Linked DNA regions of Sus scrofa: region 2 is linked to region 1. Evidence: chromatin contacts called from public HiChIP or PLAC-seq data. All regions are on one chromosome and are shown on one strand. Each heading gives the region's core, a stretch centred on a gene start, on an enhancer-like site or on the middle of the called end of the contact. The rest is flanking DNA. Distances are from core to core; before and after follow the strand shown. Region 1 holds the start of SECTM1 (secreted and transmembrane protein 1). Region 2 holds the start of CENPX (centromere protein X).

Region 1 (7,507 bases), core at 1,517-4,016:
GGTGTGGGCTCCAGGCTCCTGTCCCCACTGCCCCAGGCCACCCCCGCCCCGGTCTCCTCCGAGCTCCCCCCAGGCCGAGGGGCTCTGCCCCCACACAATGGGCTCTGGGTCCATCTTCACGCTCTCATCGAGGGCCCCCTTGCCATGAAAGCCCCTGCCCCTGGGTGGCTCCAGAAGCCAGACAAGGAAACGCCTGGGTTGTCCCATCTCTGCCCCCAAACTGTACCCACCTCGGACCAGGGTCGCCCCCATCAGAGGAGAGAGGCTGAGTGGGGGAGATCCCCAAGCGGGGGGCAGACCCCGAAACCACAGACAAGCCTTAACTCACTGAGCCGATTCCGTAAGTGGAGACACGCCTCCACCTCATGGAGCGCGGAAGGCTGTCTGCACAGAGCACGACTGGAGACAGAGGCCCCCTGTTACCCTCAGGCGTATCCTGCTGCCCTGATCTGTCTATGGCTGCACTGTTGTCTCGTCTTTAGTTTTCTTATTTTGTATTTATTTTGTCTTCCCAGGGCCACACGTGGCATATGGAGGTACCCCGGCTAGAGGTCTAATAGGAGCTGCAGCTGCCAGCCCACCCCACAGCCACGTGGGATCCTTAACCCACTGAGCGGGACCAGGGGTCGAACCCGAGACCTCATGGATGGTAGTTAGGTTCGTTACCGCTGAGCCACAATGAGAACGCCTGTCTCATTTTTATTTATTTTCTATTTTTATTATTTATTTTTATTTTTTGCTTTTTAGGGCCACACCTGAGGCATATGGAAGTTCCCAGACTAGGGGGCCAATCGGAGTTACAGCTGCCGGCCTACGAGACAGCCGCAGCAATGCAGGATCCAAGCCGCGTCTGCAACCTACACCACAACTCACAGCAATACCTGATCCCCGACCCACTGAGCGAGGCCAGGGATCAAACCCGCGCCCTCATGGATACTAGTCGGATTCATTTCCGCTGTGCCACAACGGGAACTCCCTTCTGTCTCATTTTTAAACACAGGTATATTCTATGCAATATTTGGGATATGCTGGTATTTCAAAATGCTTCATTATCATAAATTCACATGGGTCCCTAAATCTGGCAGCTCCACACGGCTCCCCACCTTTCCCTGACACTTCTGCAGACAGAAAACCACACAGCAGAGGGGCCCAGGCACAGAGAGGAAAGTGAGGGGTGGAGGCAGAGGCGCAGACGGGTCCGTGTGGCATGGCCTGGAGGGGCCTCCAGACCTCTGGAAGTGGAAAAGCACAGGCAACAATTCAGATTTCTCCCAAATCACTGATGCTGAATTGGCATCTGCACATATCAACACGGGGTGACACTGCTGGGGTCTGTGCGGCCACTGGGGAGCTGCTCACATTTGGGAGCCAGCGAAACACCTCAGAAAGTGTGTGCAGTGGCCAGCACCTTTTCTGCTGTGAGACCTCGGGAAACTGAGGCAGCAGGTTGTGGAAGGGAGGGTGTCGCCTGGCCAGGTCTGCAGGGGCCCTGCATCGTCAGGGATCTCCACGCCCACAGCACCCGAGGGCAGCTGGCACAGCTTTCCCACCTGCTGCAGCGGCTCCAGGAACACCCACCTGGATGCACCTGGGTGTTTACGTGGGAGGGGGAGCTCGGCGCTGATCACCGTGCAGGGATGTGACCTACCGGCTCCAGAAGACAGAGCCCCAACCCCGGCTCAGAGGGAGAAAGGCCCCAGTCTGGGGCACCCCTACCCAGCCGGGTCCCTGCTGGGCAGTTAGAGTCCTCCGGGCCTGGGGCCCGAGCCTGCAAACCCTTCCCACTGCACAGCTCAGCACCCGCTGTGCCTCTGCTCCGGGACACAGACACCTCCCCTGAGAATCCTCCTCCTTCGCACCCGCGGGCCCCCCCTCCGGCGGCCCCAGCACCTCCCACTCCCTTCACAACCTCGGGCCCCAGGGACAGGGGCCTCCAGGGGCCCCGGGGTTTTCAAACTGCAGATCATTAACCAGTAGTGGGTGTTGAATTGAATTTCGCAGTTGTTGCTGCGGTCAAACCAAAAATGAAAGCTGAGCAAGGACAGGGGCCGTCGAGTGCCTTCCCCTCACCTTCGGGGGAGGGGGCTGGGATTTTATTGCTTTATGAGTGTTTGTGAGTAAATAAGCTGTGGCTGTGAGTGTCCACGTGTGCGTGCGTGTGTGTCCCTGTGAGTGCACATAAGTGTGAGTTTGTGCCCGCGAGTGTGAGAACCGCCGTGCTGGGTCGGGACCGGTCTGGGGCAGGAGGGGCTCTGTCCTGAGCGCTGGGCGCCCTAACCCGAGATGCCACCTCCCGGCCCCTCTGAGAGCCGAGCCTGGGGGCGCCCTGCAGAGACTCAGTCCCCGCCGCCTCGAGAGCCCCTGGCCCCTTGCCTCCCGCGGCGCGCAACCTGCGCCTCGGCCCCTGCGCGCCGACACCCTGGCAAGAGGCGGCGGGGGCGGGTCGAGGAGCTCGGCGCCCCGCTTTCTCCACCCCGGCGCGAACCCACACGCCCCGAGCTGCCCGCGCGCCCCTTGCCTGCGACTCCGCTCCGCTCCCCCGCGCGCCTCGCCTGCGACTCCGCTCCGCTCCCGCGCGGCTTCTCCACGCCCTCGGCCGCCGCTCCTCGGTTCGCCGGGTGAGAAAATCCCAGGGCGGAGCCTGCGGAGGAGGCGGAGGAAAGGCGGCGGATCCAGGATGGGCAGGAGGTGCAGCACTTGGTCCGGGATTCGGAAAGGAGTTCCCGTCGTGGCGCAGTGGTTAGCGACACCGACTAGCAACCATGAGGTTGCGGGTCCCATCCCTGGCTTCGCTCAGCGGGTTAAGGATCCCGCGTTGCCGTGAGCTGCGGTGTAGGTCGCAGATGCGGCTTGGATCCCGCGTGGCTGTGGCCGTGGTGTAGGCCAGTGGCTACAGCTCCGAGCTGCGGTGTAGGTCGCAGATGCGGCTTGGATCCCGCGTGGCTGTGGCTCTGGTGTAGGCCAGTGGCTACAGCTCGGATTAGACCCCTAGCCTAGGAACCTCCATATGCCTCTGGAGCGGCCCTAGAAAAGGCAAAAAGACCAAAAAAAAAAAAAGGGAAACCCCAAGTTATGGGAAGTCACTCAAAAAGAGCTTCGGAACTGCCCTGAAGTGATGGGAAACGCCTGTGGTTTTCTTGGTAGTGAATCCCTCACCGCAATTTAATTAGAAGCATTGCATTAGATGGTCATTCTGAAGAAAACTGCAGGAAATGGTTTTTCAGGAGCCCCCGTCCCTGGAGGTCGAAGCTCTAGCTCCTCGGAAAGGATGCGCCTCTTTCTGCGGGCAGGAGCCAGGTGGGTTCACTTCCCTGCGTGGACTGGGGGACCTCCAGTCCCCTCCTGTGTGCCGCGCCCACACAGGGCAGAGCCACCGGCTGAGAATCCATTGGGTCTATGGGGGGCCGGGCAGGGCGAGGGAGCGGGATGGCAGCCACGGTGAGGGGTTAAGAGGGTGCGGGGGGGGGGGTCCTCCCGGCTCCCTCCCCACTGAGGGACCCACGGGGTGGGCGTGGAGACGCCTTGGGGACGCACCGGTGTGAGCGCGTTTCCAGAGGGTGGAGGCTGCTGGGTGCTGACCTGGGAGAAGCGTGGAAGCCGGAGTTCATTGCAGGGTCTGTGCAGTTTTCTGTACACACGGGTCTGGTGCTTATTATAAAACCACTAGGATAAGTTTCTCTTTGACCCTCTGAGCGGGGCAAGGGGATACCTGCGAGCTACACAGATGTGGAAGGATGGGGGTGCGGGAGTCACTCCTGTTCACCTCTAGGCCCTGTTCCCCAGGTTGCTGCAGGGAAGCAGGCGTCCTGGACTTGAACCTGCACCCTGGGTCCACGTCCAGCCTCCCCAGCTCTCGGGGAATCGCCAGCCCAGCCAGCTTCACTGCTGACTAGGAGTTGGCTGCTGGTCCTTCGCCCATTCGTTATCACTCCCCGCTGGCCAGCCTGCGTAGCCTCTCTAAGCTCCGTCTTCCCTGTGGCAGAGCAGCCGGCCAGGTGCAGACGCGGCCACGGAGCCTCCAGTCAAGGGCGACAAGGGGTCACGTGCCGGGCGGGGCCCGGCTTCCCCAGGAGGAGACCTAGAGGTCGCCATGTCGTGGGTGGGGGCCAGAGAGGGGGTTTGTCCCCTCCAGAGTGGGACTGACATCGGGGAGACGGTACTGAGCGGCGGCTTGAGGCGAGATCTTGATTCTCTGCTCAGGAATGGAGCCTGGGCAGCCTGGGAGGAAACCGGGAATTAAAGCCCCGAGACCCCTGGGGGCTGGAAGCAAAAAGCAGGTTGCCCGATTCTTAGCCTTCTGAAAGCAAGGGTGTTGCAAGGAGGAGGAGACGGTGAAAACAGGCACAAAGTTTATGGGGATCGGGAGGGCATCGGGAGGGCACACGCCGGGGGAGCAGGGGAGCGGAAGCCCAAGAGCGCACGCAGAGCGAGTGTGGACGCCCCATGGTGGGGAGCCGCCAAGGGACGTGGGGCAGGCCTTCCGCGTGGTTGTTTTTCTCTGGCCACTTATCTTGCTTTATTTCTCACACCTGACCACACCCAGGGCCTCACCTGTGCATCTTTTCGCCCAGGTGGATTCCAGCCCGGGGTGGGGGGTATCAGGGGGGGCTAACTCATCCTGGGCTGGCACCCTCCCTTGTGACCCCAGGCACCTGTCTGCGCATGTGTTGTTGGAGCGGTCTGTCTCTGCTCCAGCAGAGCCTGGCGCCTGCTGTTTGCTTTTTCCTTAAAGTGTCAGAGAGAAGCCAGGGCCAGTGCACTCGGCTGACAAGTGGCAGCTGCTCTCAGCCCAGGGCCCCTCATCAGCCCTGGAAGGCAGGGGGGTGGGGGGGTGGCGGGTCTGGAGGTCAGGGGTTGAGCGGGGTGTCCGAGGCAGGGTGGGGAAGGCTCAGAGGTGTACAGAGGAGGAGTTCCCATCGTGGCTCAGCGGTTAGCGACCGACTAGATCCCTGGCCTCACTCAATGGGTTATGGATCCAGCGTTGCCATGAGCTGTAGTGTAGATTGCAGCTGAGGCTCTGATCCTGTGTGGCTGTGGCTGTGGCTGTGGTGTGGGCTGATGGCTACAGCTCCAATTCGACCTCTAGTCTCAGAACCTCCATATGCCACAGAGGCGGCCCTAAAAAGACAAAAAGACCAAAAAAAGAAGGGTACAGAGGAGGCAGAGCCCACAGATCTTGGTGGTTTAGGGGTGGGGAGAGGAGTGCCAGCTGGGCATGTGGCCTTCTCCTTCCACTAGAATCCAAGGTGACACGCTGGCCAAGTGTGGGGTGGAGAAAGGGACGAGGTGGTCCCCAGGCTGTGGGCCCACAGGTGGCAAGTCCTCGTCGGGCACAAGGCTAAGGGTGCTGGGTGCTGGGGCTAAGGGTGCTGAGTGGGTGATGCCCCACGTTGCTGAAACGAGAGGTGAATGCAGAACTGAGTCTGGGGGACCCTTGAATTGTGGGTGTGGCAGAGGAAAGGCCCAGACGGGATAGGGCAGAACCTTCCAGCTGCCCCACAGGTGGAGCATCTAGAACCAGGTGGGCAGGCAGGACAGAGTCCCTACACCAGGACGTGGTAAAGGAGTGACTTTTGTGACTTTTGCCCAGTGGGCAAATAAAGCACAAATCCAGTCGTCCTCGCGGGACGATGGCACCAAGTCACTGTGACATCCAGCCCCCAGAGGGGCGCAGAGGCCAGGGCCCCAGACCCCACCCTGCCCCGAGGGCTGTAAGGGAGCAGGACCCTGGGGACCCTGGCTCAGGTCCTCCACCTCCGTTTGTTTATAGAAAAACCTCAGTCAAAGAATCAATTTAATCAGAGAAATGAGAAAATATAGAGAAGGAGGAAAACAGTCTTTTAGTCATTCAACAAAGTCAAGAACCTTGAGTTCTTCCCCAAGGACTCGAGGTAGCATCCCCAGCCCTGTCCTCCGAGCTGTTTTGCAGATGCCGAAGCCCCACCAGGCGGAAGTCGACTGGATGCTGCCCCCAGCACGGAAACCCCCGAAACCCCCGACCAGCTGGAACCAGAGGAGGATGACGCCCACTCCCGATGACCTCACCACCAGCCAATCAGGAAAATGTCCACGAGCCGATCCCGCCCTGCTCCTCCCCCGCTGGGACTCCTCCCTCCCCGCCCCGCGGGGCAGGGGCCACGGTCCTTGCGGCTCTAGCCAGCTGTTTCCTGCTGTTTCCTCGTGCTCCGTCTCCCCGTGACTCTATTTGGTGTCAGTGCCCAGAGGCGGCCGAGATTCTGGCAGTAGGGCCGAGGAGGCATGAGAAAGAGGCCTCACAAATGGCCTGGCCTGGGGACCCAAGTGCCCCACCCCCTGGGCTGAAAGCAGGGGCTGGTCCCTGAGGCCACCTCCCAAATCAGCCTGCCCTCCTGCCCATCCAGCTCAGCGGGGGCTCCTGGGCGGGCCTCCCACACCCCGAGGGGCCTCCAAGGCTGAGGGCTCACAGATGAGGTGCCCCAGGGACTTTGATGGGAAGGGATGTCCTCATGAAGCCCTTCGGTGTCTGACAATGAACTAGTCTGTTTATGTTGAACGCAAACCGCTGGAATGTCATAAAACCATAAAGTGAACAGTGCTTTCAGAGGTGACTTCCCAGAGGCAAGGCCGTGGGCGCTCAACCACGTGACTCCTGGGCAATCATGTGCCTGCGTGGGCACGAGCCGGGCCAAGCCTGTCTCCCTGCTTTTAGCAATGCCGGGAGCCCGTCTCTCTCCAGAGGGTCACCCTGGAATCTCAGCTGCGGCGAGAGGTGGCGGTTCGTTTTCTTTTGACTCTAGGAGTTTGCAGGTTTCAGTTGATTGGCTGCCCAACTAGAAACACATCCAGCGGCGAGTTCTTCCTGGCCCAGAAGTGCTGCCGTGTTTGTCTCCCGGCTCGTACGTTCATTCTGACTGCTGTCCTCTCTCTCCCGGCTCCGGCGCATTGATGTTCCGGTCTTGTGCCTCAGCTGTCACACACACGCACACACACACCTGCTGTTGTCAGTGCCCCAGAGTCCTTGAGATGACCTGTCGTCTGGGTCCCTCCCGTCACGGCGGGGTCAGCGGGGTCGTGTGGACCATTCACAGGCTTGCGGGTCTGGATCAGCTGGAGCTGGTCTGCCAGTGACGGGGGATGTGGGCCGTGGTCGCTGGCATGATAGAGGCATCCATTTGTCCCTGTCGTTCTGGAGCTTTCATGCTGCGTTTGGAAGCTATTTTATTAGATGCAGAAGCATTTTATTTTATTTTTTGCTTTTTAGGGCCACATCTGCAGCATATGGAGGTTCCCAGGCTAGGGCTTGAATTGGAGCTACAGCTGCTGGCCTCCACCACAGCCACAGCAACGCCAGTTCCGAGCTGCAGCTGCGGCCTGCACCACAGCTCACGGCAACGCTGGATCCTTAACCCGCTGAGCGAGGCCGCGGATTGAACCCACAACCTCACGGATACGCATTGGATTCGTTTCCGCCACGCCACGGCAGGAACTCCAAGAGGCATTTTAAATTGCTCTCTTCTTGGTTGGTCGA
Region 2 (7,507 bases), core at 1,872-4,371, 260 kb before region 1:
GCGGCTCTGGTTTACTGACGCTGCTCTGTGAGAACAAACGCACAGCTCAGGGGAGCATCTTCTGAGGAGTGTCAAGTGGCTGGAAGGTGACAGCCCAGCTTGGACGCTGGTGGCAGCGCCCCATGACTCTGCTTGTGTGTGGAGGACGCTCGGACGGTTGGCAGGAGGCCCACTCCTCCTGCGTGTGCTCCTGCCACCCAGTGGGTGCTCGGCTGCTCCTGGGGGTGCATAGGGGAGGGCACCACCCAGGCGCCAGCCCCCATGGGCCGGGTTCCCACTCAGTCCCCCATCTGCCGCATCCAGGCAGAGCATGACATGGGGAGGGGCGCTTTGCTGGGACGCTGGCCTGTCGCCGGAGCGGAGGAGAACCTGGGGGCAGCAGCTCCTGTCCCTTCTGAAAGTAGAAGCCACAAGACACGTGGACACGGGGCTTGGCCGTGACGCAGGCAGGCAGCCACGGTGAGGTGGAAAGCCTTAGAAGTCCAGGAGCTGTTGGGGGGCGGGGGGCGTGCTCAGAACCTGTGGGTGCGGCCAGCCCAGCCCCCACAGCGCCTGGACCAGGCCCCGCTCCCGGAGGCGCACCTACCAGCTGAGGCAGCACCTTCTCCAGCTGGTCCACATCCACGCGGGTCAGGTCCTCCGCCTGGGCCTGCCGGACGCTGCGGACGGCCGCTTCTGCAGGACACAGGTGAGCAGCGACGGCGGAACCCCAAGCCCTGGGCTTTGGGCCCGCTGCTGCCCCACCCCCGTGCCAGCTGACAGCTCAGAACCGGGGTCGGGCCTGAAACACCGCTTTCCAGGGACACAGAGCTGGGGTGTTTGTGGGAAAGTGGGAGTGTGCCCAGGTTTCCCCACCAAACACCACAGTGTAAAGGGATCACGGTGGTCTGGGCAAGCAGGACGGGACCCCGAGGACCCTGCCGGGCCCTCCGCTCACCCACAACGAAGACCTTCAGCAGCTCGGCCGTGAGCTGCAGCGCGTCCCCGCTGACTGCAAGGTGGGGAAGGGAGCGGGTCACGGACACGCCCTCTCCCTGCCTCCCCACTTTTGTCCCTGCCGCTTCTGACCCGGCTCACGTGCTTCGTGTCCAGTGGCCAAAGGCCCTGGCCCTGCAGAGCTGCAGTGCAGGGTCCCGGTGCCTGGCTGCCCGCCTCCCCCGCCCCCACCCCAGCCTCCGGTCCGCGCACCTTTGGTCTTGTCATCCTTGAAGTGCAGGTGCAGCAGCTTGCTCACTAGCTCCTGGGGACAAAGGAGGTGTCAGGTGGGCCACTGACCCCACCCTTTAGGCTTTGAGTCCTGGATGGGACAGGCTGGTAATTGCCACTAGAAGTGCTCTCTCTCCGGGGCTGGGGACTGGGCAGCGGGGAGACCGCTCCCTGGGAGGCTCCCGGCGGGACCAGAGTGGTTTCGTGCTTCTGGCCCAGGGACGAGGCGCTCTCCCACTGTGAGCCCTTCACGGGTCTGTCCACGCCAACATGGACAGCATCTTCCCGTAACTGGTGGGGAAGGGCACCATAGGAACCTTGGAGCTGGGCGGTCAAGGTCAGGGACGGAGCCCAGGCTACCAGCGGGACTTCCTGAACAGCAAGGATGGGCCAAATGCGGGGCAAGGCCCAGTCTCCTCAAGGGGGAGCTTGAGCCCCAGAGGACGGCACCACTGAGAGGAGATGGACTCGGGCCAGCAACTCAGCTCAGCTCGGAACATTTTCGTGAGGGACACACCCAAGGAGCCCAGGTAGAGCAGCCAGTGGGCAGCTGGGCCTGAGAGATGGCAGACGCTGGTGATGAGAACCGGGGAAGGTTGCTGAGGGTGGAGGCCAGACGAGAGAGGCTGTGAACGAGGGGCCAAGAGGACAGCAGCAGGGGGAGCCCAGACGGGGTGTTGTGCAGGCAAGGTGTGCTGGGACCCTCCAGGCCTCCAGCCTTGTCCACGGGAGATGGCACGGCCTCGCCCAGAGCTGCTGAGCAAAGCGGGAGAGCAGCGCGCGTGACGGGGAGCGGAGCTTGCCCCGGCCAGGGCTCAGGAGGGTGAGAGCTTGCAGCAGCCCGTACCTGCGGCAGCGTCGCAGCGGCCTCGCGCACCCTCCCAGAGTGAGCGCGCGAGCTTGGCGCCACCTGCTGGTCCCACCAAGAAAGCCCAGAAGGCCCTGCTGCCCCACTAGATCCCAGACTCCAGGGAAGAGCTGAAAGAGCCAGGCTGCCACCTGGGGAGCAGCTGCTGCACCGGCTTACCCTGACAACTAAAGGAGCCAGCACCAGCTGGGAGAGGGGGGTCCCCAAGCTTGCAAAGGGCAGCATGAGATCTGGGATTTGGTCAGCCTCTGTCTCTCTGTGTGGAGGACCACAACCCCCCACCCCGGCCCCGTGCCCCTCGCCTGGGACAGGCCTGCTCGTGGGTAATGACGGCAACCCCAGCTCTAGCCCGAGGCCTCAGGGCTAGGACTCCAGAGCTGCCCAGGATCCCAAGAAGGAGGCCCAGCCAGTGCTCCCCTCTGCAGCTATTACAGTGCAGGGAGGGCCCAGCCTCAGTGATTTCCCCTTTGACGCATTAACTCCTTCTAGGCCTGGGCAAAGTGGCCATCCAGGGTGAAGAGGGAGAACTCCCCCACTAGGGGCTGGCTGGACAAGGAAGTCCTCACCCAGGTACACAAAGGGCTGCTATCAAAAGCTCAGTGCTTCCTACCCTTAGCGCAGAGCAACAAAGCGAAACCCAGAGACCACTCACAGCCCGAAGGGTTTGGGAACCGAGCCTGCCGGCCTAGCGACCCACCCACTCGGGCCACGGAGGACTAAGTACGCGCGGGATGGGGGTCGTGGCCGATTCTGGGAATGGGCCGACCCTAGAAGGTACCGGCCGGCAGGACGGGGACTGGTTTAGGGCCCACACGTGGCTCACGCAGGGGGCCGGGCCCCGAGCTCGCTCCCAGTGCCTTCCCCGAGCCCCCTAGCCCGTCCCGCTCCGCCCCGCCTCGCAGTCCCTCGCTCACTTTCCGGAAGCCCGTGCCGCTTTCCTCCATGACCGCCGCCAAGTTGTGCGTTCTCAGAAGCCCGGCCCCCGCGCCTCCAGCCAATCGACCCGTAGCGCGCCTTCTGAAGCCTCGCCCCTGCGCCCCCCAGCCAATGGGGTCGCCGCGCGCGCCCACTCCCTCGCCCTAATTGGTCCTAAGCGAGCGCACCGCCCCCGCAAAGCGTCCTGGGAGTCGTAGTTTCCGCCAGGCCTTCCCGGCGCGCCCCGCTCTTCCTGGATACTGAGGGGCACCGCGGCCGCCAGCCCCCGCGGCAAGCGGGCGGGGTTCCTAGGCGCGAGGCCTGGGGCGGGGGCGGGAGCGGCCCCTCCGCTAGACGCCCCGCCCCCGAGAGCATCCTCCTCCCGGATCCTGGGCTTCGGCGACCCCGAGGATCACCCGCCCCCGCCCTCTCGGGGCCTCCCGCCAGTTGAAGCAACTGTTTGCTCCTCATTCCGCGGTTGCTGAGGGCGTAGGGTCTGTGTGCGCCCCCCTGCGCTGTCGGGGGCTCTCCGTAGACCCCAGGGGGAGGCTTACAGCCAGCAAGGACTGGGGCAGGGGAGCAGGAGCCAGCAGCCCACTTCCCCAGCCTCCCCGCCTCCGGGTGAGGCCTGTCTGGGAGCTTTGCCGGAAGCCCCGCCAGCCCTTCCCTCATGGAGGAGCTCCAGCGCGCCTACAGCCGGCTGTGCAAGGAGAGCGGGGCCGAGCCCCAGGAGGCCGTCCTGCAGCGGCTGCACGGGCTGCTGCGGGGCCGGCTGGACCTGGCCACACAGAGCTTGACGCTGGACACCTGCAGGGCTCTGGGCAAGCTGCTGCAGAAGGAGGCGCTGCTGACGGAACTGGTCCTGAGTGACTGCATGCTGAGCGACGAGGGTGGGCACCGACGGACCGCAGTGGCCACAGCAGCCCTTGCAGCTTCGAAGGGCGGGCAGGGGTCGGCGTCCCTGGGCTTGTTTGCCCTGCTGCTCAGCACCCCCAGGCCTTGGTGCTCGGTGGCCCGCCTGTCCTCTTCTTTGGGAGTCTCCCCTTCACTGTAGTCAAAGCAAGCAGCAGCATTCACTCGGGAAACTGGGGAGCATCTCTCTGTAGCGAAAAAACCTTAGCGCCCCCAGCCAGCTGGCTTAGGAGAGTCCGCATGGGGGGGGGTCTGCAGCCGGACTCCGCACCTGCCGCGTGTCAAACCTGACACAGGAGTGGGGCGACTGACTCATTTTTGGCATGAACCCTGGCTGGTCGGGGACCCTCGTCCCTTCCCTCCGTCTGGGGAGCTGCCCCTGATGGAGCCACCAGGAGCGGAGAGTGACTGTCCTGGTCCCTTACAGGAGCCACGATGTTGCTGCAGGGACTGTGTGTCAACACCGTGGTGCGGTTTCTGGATCTAAAGGTGGGTGGATCTGCGCTTAGGGCCCTGCCCCCCGGCCAGGGAGAGTAGCGAAGCTGCAGTTGTCCTGGGGCCCGGGGATCCCGATGGCGGCGAGAGATGGTGTCTGTACGCACTGACTCTCAGTCTCCTGCACGTGTGCCAGTGTTCTGAGGGCAGGAATGTGAGTTCCAGAGCATTCCACAGCAAACCAAGAGCCTGCATCAGGGGGCCACTGTGGTCAGGGAAAGCAGAATCTGAAAGGATTCCGCGCTTCCCGCCCATAGCTCGCTGTGACCTCACCCACTTCCCAATGAGGGTGTTCGGAGCCCGGCCCAGGACTCCAGGAATGACGGGCTGGCCTCTTCCTGTTCTAGGGCAATAACCTTCGCGCTGCAGGAGCTGAGGCTCTGGGAAAACTCCTCCGACAGAACAAGTCCATCCAGAGGTGAGGTGGCGGTCCCAGCCTTTGCTCCTTCTCAGCATGGCTCTGGGTTGGCTCCAGAGGACGCGGTGCACTCCTGCGCGCCAGTCTTCCTGGGCTGCGCATGGACGGGGGTGAGTGTTTCTCGAGGCTCCAGCCTCTTTACCACAGCCTCTCGAGCCTGGTGCAGCCCATGGAAGCTGGAGGCCCCATGAGGCCACACACCCCCCGTGCACCCTTCCTGCAGCCTCACCCTGGAGTGGAACAGCCTGGGCCCGTGGGAAGACGCCTTCGCCACTTTCTGCGGCGCCCTGGCAGCCAACAGTACCCTGCGGCAGCTGGACCTCCGCAACAACCAGATCAGCCACAAGGGCGCCGAGGAGCTGGCCCTGGCCCTGAGGAGCAACGCCAGCCTCCAGCAGCTGGGTGAGGCCGCCTGGCTCCGGGCCCTGGTCCTCAGACCAGGCTGGGCGGTCTTGGTCGGGGCAAGGGCTTCATCTCTGGCCCCTCAGCCCTGGCTGCTTCCTTTGGTCTGTCCCAGAGCGGAGGGTGTGGGGAACGAGGGCCCCCGACACAGGCAGTGCTGCCCCGCAAAGGAAGTGTCTCAGGCTGCGCCAGCCCCCAGCCCCACCCTGTGCGACCCCAGGTTTCTTTCCAGACCTGCGCTGGAATCACATCGGCCTCCTGGGGGGCCGGGCCCTGGCGAACTGTCTCCCCAGCAACAGAACCCTGTGGAGGCTGGAGCTGGCTGGGAACAGCATCCCCAGCGACGTCCTCAGAGCCGTGGGTACGGGTGGCTTGCACTCCGGAGCAGGGCACAGCGCTGGCCCCTGTGACGGAGGCCTGGCTACCAGGGGAGGAGCTGCTCTGGGCAGCACGAGGAGACACTTCATGGTGGGAGCCGACTGCCCGGTGCTGCTCCTCACCCCCTCGTGCCACAGTCCCCTTCCATCACGACCCCACCTCTGGCCCCAGGGCGGCTGAGCGCCCTGCCACTCCCCTCAGCTCCCTGCCCTGCCTGCTGTGGCGCAAGCTCTTGTAATTGCTCTGCCCCCAGAGCTGCTCTTGGCTGATCGTTTTGTAAACGCTGCCTTGGCTTTTAAGAGCCCACACGCACCTCTTAAAAGCCAAGCAGCGGCCTCTGACTTCTGGGGCAGGGACTAAACACCTACCTCTGGTGGCAGCGGAACAGCCTGCCCCTCCTCCCCCTGCGGGCCTCCCACCCCCACCCCCTTGGAGCCCCTTATCTGCCTGGTGCGCTGAGGGGTCCATCCGATTTGGGGGTGAGATGTTGCACGGTGGCTTCCGCGCATAGGCTGGGCCGGCAGTCGGCCACTCGTGGGGCTCAGGCCCCCGGCTACAAGGATCAGTTGGCTCCTTGCAACAGAGCAAGCCATGGACCGCAACCAGGACCGGCAGGCCACCGTCCGGGAGAGCCAGGCCCGCGCCCACATCCTCAGCAAGGAGGTGCAACACCTTCGGGAAGAGAAGTCCAAGCAGGTGAGGACACGGCCGCCTCTGACTGCGGCCCCACCCACCCTGGCTGTGTAGACGAAGGGCCCCCCCCCGGCCCCCTTGCTCTGGGCCTGTGAGGTGGCTGCCCTCCTTCCCTGGAGAGCAGGCGGGCTCTGGGCCCTGACGGGGCTCTGGCCGGCTCTGTGCCCAGTTCCTGGACCTGATGGAGACAATCGACAGGCAGAGACAAGAGATGGCCAAGAGCAGCACGTGAGCAGGGCCGGGCAGGGCGGCGGTGTAGCGGGGGCGCCCAGGGTTCGGGCCCCGGTGTGACCTAACCCCAGCCCGTCGCTTGGCCACGGCTGAGGTCGTGGGGTGTGTCTGCTGAGGGAGTCAGCTGGACTGCTGTGTGAGCCTCAGGGCCCGGAGGGCTCAGGGGTCCGGGTGTCTCGGACCCTTCTCTCTGCGCACAGGGCGTCGGCGGCCCGCGTGGGGCGGCTCCAGGAAGCCCTGAGTGAGAGGCACTCTGTCATCAGTGCCCTCAAGGCCAAGTAAGGAGGGCGGAGGGCAGGGTGGGGGCGTGGGGAGGCTCCAGGACGCTGGAGAGACGTGCCCAGGGGCAGAGGAGGGCCGTCCCGACAAGGATTCGGGTCCCCGGAATACCAGGCGGAGGTGGGAAACCGCTGGGGTGGTCACCTGGGGGGGCATCTTGGAGGAGGGGTCGCCGGCCTTGGCGAGGCCAGCGGTGGGGTGGGGATGGCCCTTGCCTCCTTGCAGGCTGCAGATGGCCGAGGCCGCCCTGGCTCTGTCAGAGCAGAAGGCCCGGGACCTGGGGGAGCGCCTGGCCACCGCAGAGCAGGAGCAGCGGAGCCTGGCCCAGAGGCAGGCGAAGGAGCACAGGCTGGAGCTGCAGGTGGCCAGGGAGGGCTGGGTGGCAGGTGGGCAGGCGTGGCACCGGCAGGCGGTGCGGGGTGGCAGGTGGCCCGTGGCATCCCTTTTCCGTCTCACCCCCAGGAAGCTGCAGACCGGGAGTCTAAGCTCCTCCGAGACTTGTCCGCCGCCCAGGAGAAGAACCTGCGGCTGCGCAACCAGGTCGGGCGGTGGGGGCGGGGCCGGGCCCCTGGCGAGCCGGGGGCGGGGCTTCCGGCGGCCGGGCTGCCAGCTGCCCTCCTGCGGCGCCCACTTTCCAGGTGGACGAGCTGGAGCGGAAGGTGAAGTCTCAGCAGGAGCAGCTGTTCCTGAGCAGGCAGGAGCTGACCACC

The links. HiChIP or PLAC-seq counts read pairs in DNA pulled down with a chosen protein or histone mark.
Region 2: an H3K27ac HiChIP or PLAC-seq map of alveolar macrophages shows a contact between it and region 1. The contact joins the promoter of CENPX here to the promoter of SECTM1 in region 1.

The regions. Positions count from the first base shown.
Region 1 is chr12:725,718-733,224 of Sscrofa11.1, reverse strand. SECTM1 (secreted and transmembrane protein 1) reads right to left here and starts at 2,766. Exons shown (of 6, transcript XM_021066356.1): 1 at 2,519-2,766.
Region 2 is chr12:987,232-994,738 of Sscrofa11.1, reverse strand. CENPX (centromere protein X) reads right to left here and starts at 3,121. Exons shown (of 4, transcript XM_021066397.1): 1 at 2,989-3,121; 2 at 1,189-1,240; 3 at 596-675; 4 at 1-351. The coding sequence starts at 3,018. LRRC45 (leucine-rich repeat-containing protein 45) reads left to right here and starts at 3,228. Exons shown (of 17, transcript XM_021066372.1): 1 at 3,228-3,879; 2 at 4,329-4,390; 3 at 4,744-4,814; 4 at 5,038-5,216; 5 at 5,437-5,577; 6 at 6,178-6,290; 7 at 6,457-6,515; 8 at 6,719-6,796; 9 at 7,023-7,158; 10 at 7,260-7,337; 11 at 7,436-7,507. The coding sequence starts at 3,660.